3 separate regions of the Rattus norvegicus genome follow, and regions 2 and 3 are each linked to region 1. The links are chromatin contacts, called in public Hi-C maps. All regions are on one chromosome and are shown on one strand. The core of a region is the stretch at or near the end of the contact, and the rest is flanking DNA. Distances in the headings are between cores, read along the strand shown.

The links. A called contact is a pair of places that touch in the nucleus more often than the background predicts.
Region 2: a Hi-C map of liver shows a contact between it and region 1, with 2.7 times the contacts expected there. The contact joins the promoter of Dnaaf5 here to the promoter of Pdgfa in region 1. A contact is called at or near these places in 1 of 12 Hi-C or Micro-C datasets (liver) and 1 of 1 datasets of contacts at active chromatin or transcription factors (oligodendrocytes).
Region 3: a Hi-C map of Schwann cells shows a contact between it and region 1, with 10 times the contacts expected there. The contact joins the promoter of LOC102548794 here to the promoter of Pdgfa in region 1. A contact is called at or near these places in 11 of 12 Hi-C or Micro-C datasets (the A7r5 cell line, the Rat2 cell line, Schwann cells and 7 more) and 1 of 1 datasets of contacts at active chromatin or transcription factors (oligodendrocytes).

The regions. Positions count from the first base shown.
Region 1 is chr12:20,758,031-20,760,854 of GRCr8, reverse strand. Pdgfa (platelet derived growth factor subunit A) reads right to left here and starts at 1,489. Exons shown (of 8, transcript NM_012801.2): 1 at 1,273-1,489; 2 at 290-487.
Region 2 is chr12:20,605,048-20,607,871 of GRCr8, reverse strand. It overlaps Dnaaf5 (dynein, axonemal, assembly factor 5), which reads left to right and starts at 1,392. Exons shown (of 13, transcript NM_001134857.1): 1 at 1,392-1,974; 2 at 2,656-2,824. The coding sequence starts at 1,392. It also overlaps a transcript of Prkar1b not described here.
Region 3 is chr12:20,891,110-20,893,933 of GRCr8, reverse strand. It overlaps LOC102548794 (40S ribosomal protein S27-like), which reads left to right and starts at 1,343. Exons shown (of 2, transcript XM_006248982.3): 1 at 1,343-1,352. The coding sequence starts at 1,343.

The sequences.
Region 1 (2,824 bases), core at 240-2,739:
CAGTGCCAGCTGCAATCCTGCGGCACCGGGCGGGGAGGGGAGGAGGCCGCTGCAGAAGCACGGCTGTCTCCGGCTCGCCTCTCTCTCGGGCCCCAGCGGCAGTAAAGGGCAGCGCCCAGAGCTACTGCGCCAAAAAGGGCATGAGAGTCAGCTTGGCCCCCGCCCGGCTCTCGGGCCGCTTCCCACTGTAAGGATCCAGTGCTCCAGCCTTCCCCTCTCCATAAAAGGAGGGGGAGTGAGTCTTTGCGAAGAGGCGGGGCTGGTTTAGGGGCGCGTCTAGGGCACTCACCTGACGGCTGCCACGCGCCCGCGCCCCAGAGCCAAAGCCTGGGACACCTGATTGAGGAACTTGCACTCTTGTGTGGAGGTGGAAGCGAGGCTAGAGTCAGGGAGGAGGCTGCCACCTGCCTCATCGCCACCTTGACACCCTGCACCCTCCAGATCCTTAGCCCCTGGCAGAAGGCCCAGCCGCACCCTGAACGGGTTGCTGAGGGGATAGAAGAAAAGATAGAAAAGAAGCCGCGGGTGAGGAACTCCTGGGTTCTGCCTTGGAATCTAAGGGAGCGCAGAGCGCCACCTCCGGCCAAGGCACAGTACAGACCGGGTGGCGGGGAAGGCACATGCGGACAGAAGTCTGATCAGGGCTGGACGGTTCTCCCACTGAGAGAGATGGATTCCTGGTGGGATGTGACCCGACGGCAAGGCCAGACCTGTCAGCTTCTGGACATGCATTGGAGTTAGAGGATTGTGGACCTTTCAAATCCCAAAGCTAGACAGAGCTTAGGGCTCTGGATTCTATGACGCGCTCCATGGGTAGGGGTGCAACAGAATCCCGCCCGTCCAGTTCACTCCCTTTCATGTGAATTAACCCGTGCACCCAGCCCGGGTCGAATCCCCCACCAATCTCTTTTGTCCCCAGACAAAGGCAGAGCCGGGCAGGAGCCTTTCATCCCCAGCTCCCCCGGGTTCCTGCATTTCAAAGGTCGAGCTAGAAAGGCCCCACGAGGGCGGCTCACCTAGCCCCAAATACCTGGTGTGTGTGTGTGTGTCTGTGTGTGTGTCTGTGTGTGTGTGTGTGTGTGTGTGTGTGTGGTGGGGGTAGGTTGCTGAGAACCTTTGGAGCCCAAATCTAAAGCAGTTCCACAGACTTCCTTAGGCCTGCGGGCCCCGTCGCCACGCCCCTGCCCTAGCACCTCGGGATGCTCTGGAGATACAGAGGCACCCTCTCTTGGCCTAAAGAGGGAGTCTGGAAAACGTCGAGAAGTTCCTCACCTCGAGGTCTTAGAAAGCCCAGGCCTTGTCCGTTCTGGTGAAACTTTGTGCTGCTCTGCAGAGGGAGATTCACCGGATGGCTTCTGGCGGCGACTACCAGGACCACGCTGGACCTGAGTCGAGTTCCTCACCGTTTTATCCCGATTGTTCTACGCGTCCTGTCCTGCCAAGCCCTTCTCAGAAGCAGAGAGGACCAGAGGACACCTCTTTGCGGTTCGACGACCCGATGTGAAAATCCAGGAAGAAGATCGGGTTGCATTGCTGAGGGGATGCCGCGCCCGTCCGGCCACCACCTCCGCATGGAGGCTGCGGGTTCCTGGGGACCCCGCCTAGTTCGGTGCTTTTCTCTCCCCTTACTCTCTTGGCGCAGCAGGGGCGCCCAGCTGGAAATCAAAGAGGGGCGGGAGGAATTCTGAAGATGCGAAGGGACATCAGGGACCAGAATGAAGCTAGGCCTGGATGCATCCGCCCGGGACACGGGAGCCACAGGGAGCTGGGCGCAGGCACCGTTCTAATCGCCGACCGCTATTAAAAATAAAACCGCGACCCGTCGTCATAGCGACCACAACAACAGCGGCCGCGCGAGGGTGGTAAGAGCTTGTGCAGCCGAGCGCCAGCTGCCTAAGGGGACTGGGGCATGGGCCCTTAAGCTTACCGGTACTCTGATGTGAGACAATGACCCCTAACCCCTCCACCCCCCCCCCCCCACACACACACACACCATGCTGTTCCTCCAGGTTCTTAGAAGATTCCTGGTCTCTGAAAACTGGGACTGGCTAAGTCATGTGGTCAAAAGCCTAAAGGACCCGCCGGCTCAGGCTACACACACACACACACACCCATGCCTCGGCTTCCCTTGGGACCCGCGACTGTCCTCATTTTAGCCTCTAGAGAAGGGGTTGTGTGAGGGTGTCAGGCCTCCAAAGAACACCAAGAGACCAAGCCGAGCTGGCGGGGGTTGCATGCGCTTGAGGCCACCGCACCTGTCCCGCCCGCGCCTCGGTGATCCCTTCTGGTAGGAGAAATCACGTGCTTTCTCCTGGCTGGGATTCGAGTTTCACTTCCAGCCGCTATTAGGCGGTTCACTCGGTTCACTGCAAACATTTGATAATGAGGCTAAATATACTTTAGAGTCGGAGGAGGTGTGGGTGGCTGCTGCCCTAGCCTGTAGATGCGTCGCTCCAGGCTCTGTGGGGCATCCCCGCCCCAGTAGCTGAAAACCCCCAAGCCGGGTGCGAGAGAAAGACCCTCACCCACCCCCTAAAATCCAGTCCCAACTAGAAAGAGCATCTTAAGGACTGTGGGCGCTTGAGGACAGCTGGAGGGTCCCTGGAGGAAGTAGGCGGCCAGCAGCTGGGAGCTTGGAAAGGTGGGGAAGGGAACTAGAAAGTGCACCTGGCGGTGACAGGGATGTCCGGTCGCCCCCAGAGCAGATGCTTCCGACCTGTCTCCAGTGCCCCCGGCACAACGCGACGTGTCCTCCCGCCCATAATTAAAATGTCAAGTGTTTCAAATAGCTCAAGAGAGGGGCTGCTCGGCCGGGGGGGGGGCA
Region 2 (2,824 bases), core at 143-2,642, 150 kb after region 1:
TGGAGGCACAGTCCCAGACACCATTAATGCCAGGCCTTTGCTCAGCCAATCACCTCTCTTTACAACTCTTTTGTTATCCTGAGCCATTTAACATGGTTCCCTAGAGCTTCCCCGCCACACTCAAAACTCCTAGAGGTCACCTGTGGAACACCAATTTTCCACAAAACTAATGTCAAGAACAAAACAAAAGGGTCAAATTTGTCATAAAACCCAACTCCTAACATCACAGGCCTGTTCTCAGATGTGATGTGTCTGGATGCCCAGGTCTGGAAGCACCCACACCCTATTCTGCTTCCTGGAAAAGTCATGAAGCACTGAGTCAGGCTCAGCACCAGGACTAGGAAGTGCCCAGCAGGGGCCCTGACCACTGGCAATACCATCTCTGTCCCTCTAAAACACTTCCAGCCATCGAGGATAATGCATGTCTAAACTGAGGTAGGACCCGTGTGGCATATCCGCACCTGCCTTCTCCATGACCTCTGAGTAAGGATCACCTATTCGAAAGAATCTCATTTAAGCTGTCCCTGAGGAAAGGAACCTGAAGGTGCAAGCAAGCAGGAGGAGAGCCACTCTGGCCAAGTTCCAGACTCAGGAACTGGCCAGCCCCACCCTTGACCCCGCCCCCAGCCATTTGCCACGCCCCAAGGCCTGCGTCCCACCTATCAGTACTTGTCTCAGGCCCCTCATTCCTCAAGTTTCACCCTACTCAGACCCCCCCCCACCCCTTCCCTTGAGCTTTATGTTCCTTCCCCAAACCTGTACCCCACCTACTGAACCTGTACCCCACCTACTGAACCTTGTCCGCCAGCTGCGCGGCTCATGTCCCGCCCACCTACCCCCTACCAAATCCACTACCCCTTGCCCCGCCCCCTTCCCGTAATCCCTTATTCTTCGCCCTGCCTACAAAAGACAACGCTCCGCCTGCCACCTCCTGCAACGCTCCCAAAGTCCACGCCCCGCCCATTTGGTTCTTTTCCCTCCCATTACACGTTATTCCCCACTCTTCACACTAAGCCTCTACCCAAGAGGCCTGTGTCCCGCCTACCACCCCCTCGTACCGCCCACTACCCAAGGCCCTTGAGGAGCTTGCTGCCTCCTGCCTCGCCCTCGAGGTTCTCGCCCCACCCTCGACTCCTAGACTCAGCCAATAACACTTTCTCTTCGCCCCCTCTCTCGTCCCCCTGCCCGCTACTCCGCCCTCTAAGCCCTTTGTCCGCCCACTTCCCCTGGTCCCGCCCTTTACCCCTTACTCCCTACCCCTCCCCCAGCACCACTCCTAAGACGCGCACACGCTGCCTCGAGCAACCGAGTCAGCCGGAAGTCTTGCCGTAAAGCGTGCTACGACCATCGTACTAGCGCCGGTTCCCTTGGAGACAAGCAACGCGTTCAAGATGGCGGCGCCGGCGGAGGCGGAGGTGGCCGCGGGCTTCGCCGAGGCGGATGAAGCAGCGGAACTGACCCGCGCGCTAGGTCGTCTGTTACCGGGACTGGAGACCGAAAGTAAGCTGGGGCGGCGGCGCGCGCTGGAAGCTCTGGAGCACGCACTGGAAGAGGCGGTGCGGCCCGGAACGGATTCCGCTGCCTTCCAGGGCCCATGGGCTCGTCTGCTGCTGCCTCGCCTGCTGCGACTTCTGACCGACCCAGCCGAGGGCTGCCGCGCGCTGGCTGCTCACCTGCTGGACTTAGGCCTTCGCCGTGCCGCGCGGCCCCGCGATGCTCTGCCGCGCCTGTTGCCCGCGCTCACCGCACGCCTTGCCCGACCAGAATCCACGCGGCCACCGCCTGAACCCTGCGAAGAGCTGCGTCTTGCCCTCGTGCAACTGCTTCACCTGGCCGTGGACCTGGGCGGCGCCGCGCTCGCGCCCCACCTGGACGACGCGGTGCGCGCGTTGCGGGGTGCGCTGCTCGACCCCTTCGCCGCGGTGCGCCGGGAGGGTTGCGAGTGCGCAGCCGCTCTGGCGCGTGCCATTCCGGGTAAGTGTCAGATCCCCTTCCCTAGGTACCTAGATTTCCAGAAACTTAACTAAAGTGGGCTGGTTCCTTCGTATGGTGATTTCAGATGGGAGGGGGCACGAGGCAAGATCTCACGGTGTAGCCCGGGCTGGCATCAACCCTAACGATGCTTCTGCTACAATCGCAGACCTGTGCCATACCCATTTCATGATCATTTTATGCAAAGGTTATGGAACTCCTGTGGAAAAGGACAACTCAAGATTGTGAACTTAGGTTTCTCTACTCCAGTGTCTTCTGTGTCTCTGACTCAGACCACTAACTTCCTGCGTGAAGGGAGGCTGCCTCTGTCCATCTCCCTTTCGTTTATTTCTACCATTCTAACAGCTCGGCTTGATCAGAGCTTTCCCTTCTATGCCAGAGTTTGGAAAAATAAGAGGCTCCGCTTAGTGCTGATAGTCACCTGGAAAGTCCTCCCGGGAGGGAGCCAACCTTGTGAAATATGGGTGCATGTCCCCCGGGATGCCTGGAGCATACGCAGTTCCCAGCACCACTAAGAGGAAAGGTGGGAGTTGAGGCTAGCAGAGGCTAGTTTATGAGTCCAGAGGAAGGTTTGGTGGTAGCCGCAGAACAGCCAACACCCCGCCCCCCCCGCCCCCCCCCCCGCAGCCGATTCTCATAACCAGCAGTCACCCTATCCCACAGAGCACTTCCACATGCAGTCGGAGTCCCTCATAGGCCCCCTGATGCAGACCATCTCCCACCAGCACTGGAAGGTCCGGGTAGCTGTCATCGAAGCCACAGGCACTGTAATCCAGTTTGGCAATGGGAATTCGGTGGATGATGTTCTTTCCCACTTTGCTCAAAGACTCTT
Region 3 (2,824 bases), core at 94-2,593, 130 kb before region 1:
CTGGAGTCGTTGGGAAAGAAAGGTCTCAACTGAGAAATGGCTCCATATGATCTGCCTATAGGCAAGTTTGTAGAGCATTTTCAAATTTTTTTTTTAAGATTTATTTATTATATATAAGTACTCTGTAGCTGTCTTCAGACACACCAGAAGAGGGCATCAGATCCCATTACAGATGGTTGTGAGCCACCATGTGGTTGCTGGGAATTGAACTCAGGACCTCTGGAAGAGTAGTTGGGTGCTCTTAACCGTTGAGCCATCTCTCCAGCCCGAGCATTTTCAAAACTATTGATTGACATAGGAGCAGAGGGCAGCTCACCACGGGCAGTGTCATGCCAGGGTAGGTGATCTGACCTGTGTACAAAGGCATGCCGAGAACACTCGAGCAAGAAGTTGCCTCCATGGTCCCTACTTTAATTCCTGCCTTGACTTCTCTTAGTGATGGGGCGTGACAAGTTGGAAGTTGGAATAAACCCTTGCAGCAACAGAAAACTTCACTAAAACGATGGGGAACCGCAGAAAGGTCACAACGAAGTTGAGGGGGCAAATCTTAGTTGTGTTATCACAGTGGGAAATAGCTCCAAATGCATCCGGACCCCAGCTCTTCTGGGCCCTAGCCTTACAGACCTGTGCATCTCATCATATGAGTCTGTGGTGTGGATACCCCAAAATAGATGTGTGAACACATATATACCATGAGGCACACGTTCCCGGGCTGTGGGTTCAACAGCCTGTGACACAGCAGGAGAGTGTCCCACGTGGTTGAGACTTCCTTGTCTCCATCCCTTTTGAAAATGGGTGCTGTGCTCTCCATGAGCTGTCACAGGGAAGGAAGACCTGCAGATGCTGCTGGAGGGGAAATGTCCCTTTAATGTCTCTCCCGAAGCCTCATCTCCAAGGTTAGCATCAAAACCAAGACACATAAGAGGAGAGAAATGGGAAATAGCTGGCAGAAGACAGTTTGACTTTATTTTCTCAAAAAGCGACAGACACAGTGGCCCAGGTAAGTTTCTAGGCAACATTATTTTCGGTACCAGGTATTAATGGCATAAGAATTCACAAGTTAAGCAATTAGATGAGGTTGGCTCCTAGAGCAGCAGGTGCAAAGGACCCTTGTGTTTCAGACATCCACACACAAGGGATGCAGGCGTGGGTATGGAGTGAAAGCGTTGGCTCCACCCTTCTGTGTGTTCCTGAGATACTCACATCTTCCAGGAAGGCCGTGGGGAAAAGGATGGCCTAGTTTGGACACTGTCCCAACTGTGTTCCAGTGCCAAGAGACCCAGGGCTTCTCAGAGACAGCGCCTGACCAGAGTTTCCCCATGCTGTCTGCACCCTGATCACAATGCCAACAGGTACTCAGAGCTCAGGTTTCTAGGGAGCCTCATGTCCTGATGCCACAGCAAGACATGAGTTCTTTGAGTCTGTGGAAACTTGATGGGTAGTGACCTCCACCAAGGTCAGAGGGAAGACAAGAAGCTTCTAGACCAATCCACAGTCAAGGAAACTGAAGTTCCCTGGGTTGGCTAGAGTCCTAGGGACACACAGAGCCGGGAATGGGACAGTGGGGTCTTCCAACTCAGCCTCACATCTTCCCAGGTCTAGGATCACAATAGAGTTTATTCTGCATGGACAAGAGACAGGGCATAGCCTGAGGATACCTACAGGGACAGCCCATTGGAGCCATAACGCCCACCCTACCTATGTCTTAAAGCCTCCAGTTCCTCCTCCACTATGGGGAAAGCAGATGTACAGGTCTGTCATGAGTCACAGTGCCCCAAGGAGATCAGAAAGGAGACACAAGTTTCTACATAGGGCAGGGAGACCCGGGCACCAAAGGGTGTATAAGAGTTGCCCTGTTTGCTACAAGTGAACTTGGCTACACCAACCAAGCAACAAGCCTCATAGGTGGGCAGAAGTCACTCCCTTTTACAGCCTGCCCGTGGCTCAACAGAAAGTGTAGCACCATGTGAGAACAGGGATTTCATTTTCCTAAGGCATATCTGTGGTTCTAGGAGCTCGGAGCACACTCGGGGAGTCTGACAGTGTCCGAGGAGTGCTGCCATAAGTGATAATGAATTAGGATCAAGGAAGTGCTCCCTCAGACCCCATAGGGTTGAGGTCTGGTGCCTCCCAAGGCTGACAGAGGTCTGACCCCAGCTCCTCTCCAGTATCTGTTGCTGCCTATGGCGCTTGACATCCCTCAGTGTGGGCACATAGCCTGGTTATGTCCTCTACTGTACATGGCTACTCTGTTCACTCTTCTGAGGAGAGATCTTGTCGTTAGACATAAGGCTGACTTAAGCTAGGGAGGGTGATTTGGTTGCCAGGGTGCTTAGCTAACATGCGCAAAACCCTGCTCACCCCCCTCCCCCAGCGGTGGTGTATGCCTGTAAGTCCAGTGCCTGGAGGGTAGAGTCAGGAGGATCAGGAATTCGAGGTCATCTTTGCCTACTTAGTGAGTTGGAGATCAGTCATTCCTACATGAGAGACTCTCTCAAACCACAAAGACAATACCAAAATGTAGGCTTGGATCTAAAACCAGGGCTTTAACTACTGCCACCTGCAGAGGCCTGTTTCCTAAGAGGTCACGTTCTGCAGAGACAGGAATTGGGGATGGTTACTCATCTAGCATTAGCTAATTCCATCTAGGCCAAGAGGTCTGGGAAAGACACTGAAATCCCCTGCTGAGATTTAGGGACCCCAAGCAGGGTGAGCTACCACAGAGTCTGGGGAGTAACGAGGTAAAGAGATTCCTGACTGTGTGCTCCCAGGGTCAACTTGCAGTAAAGGTCCCTGTATTAGTTAGCCTTGGCTGTCATCTTGA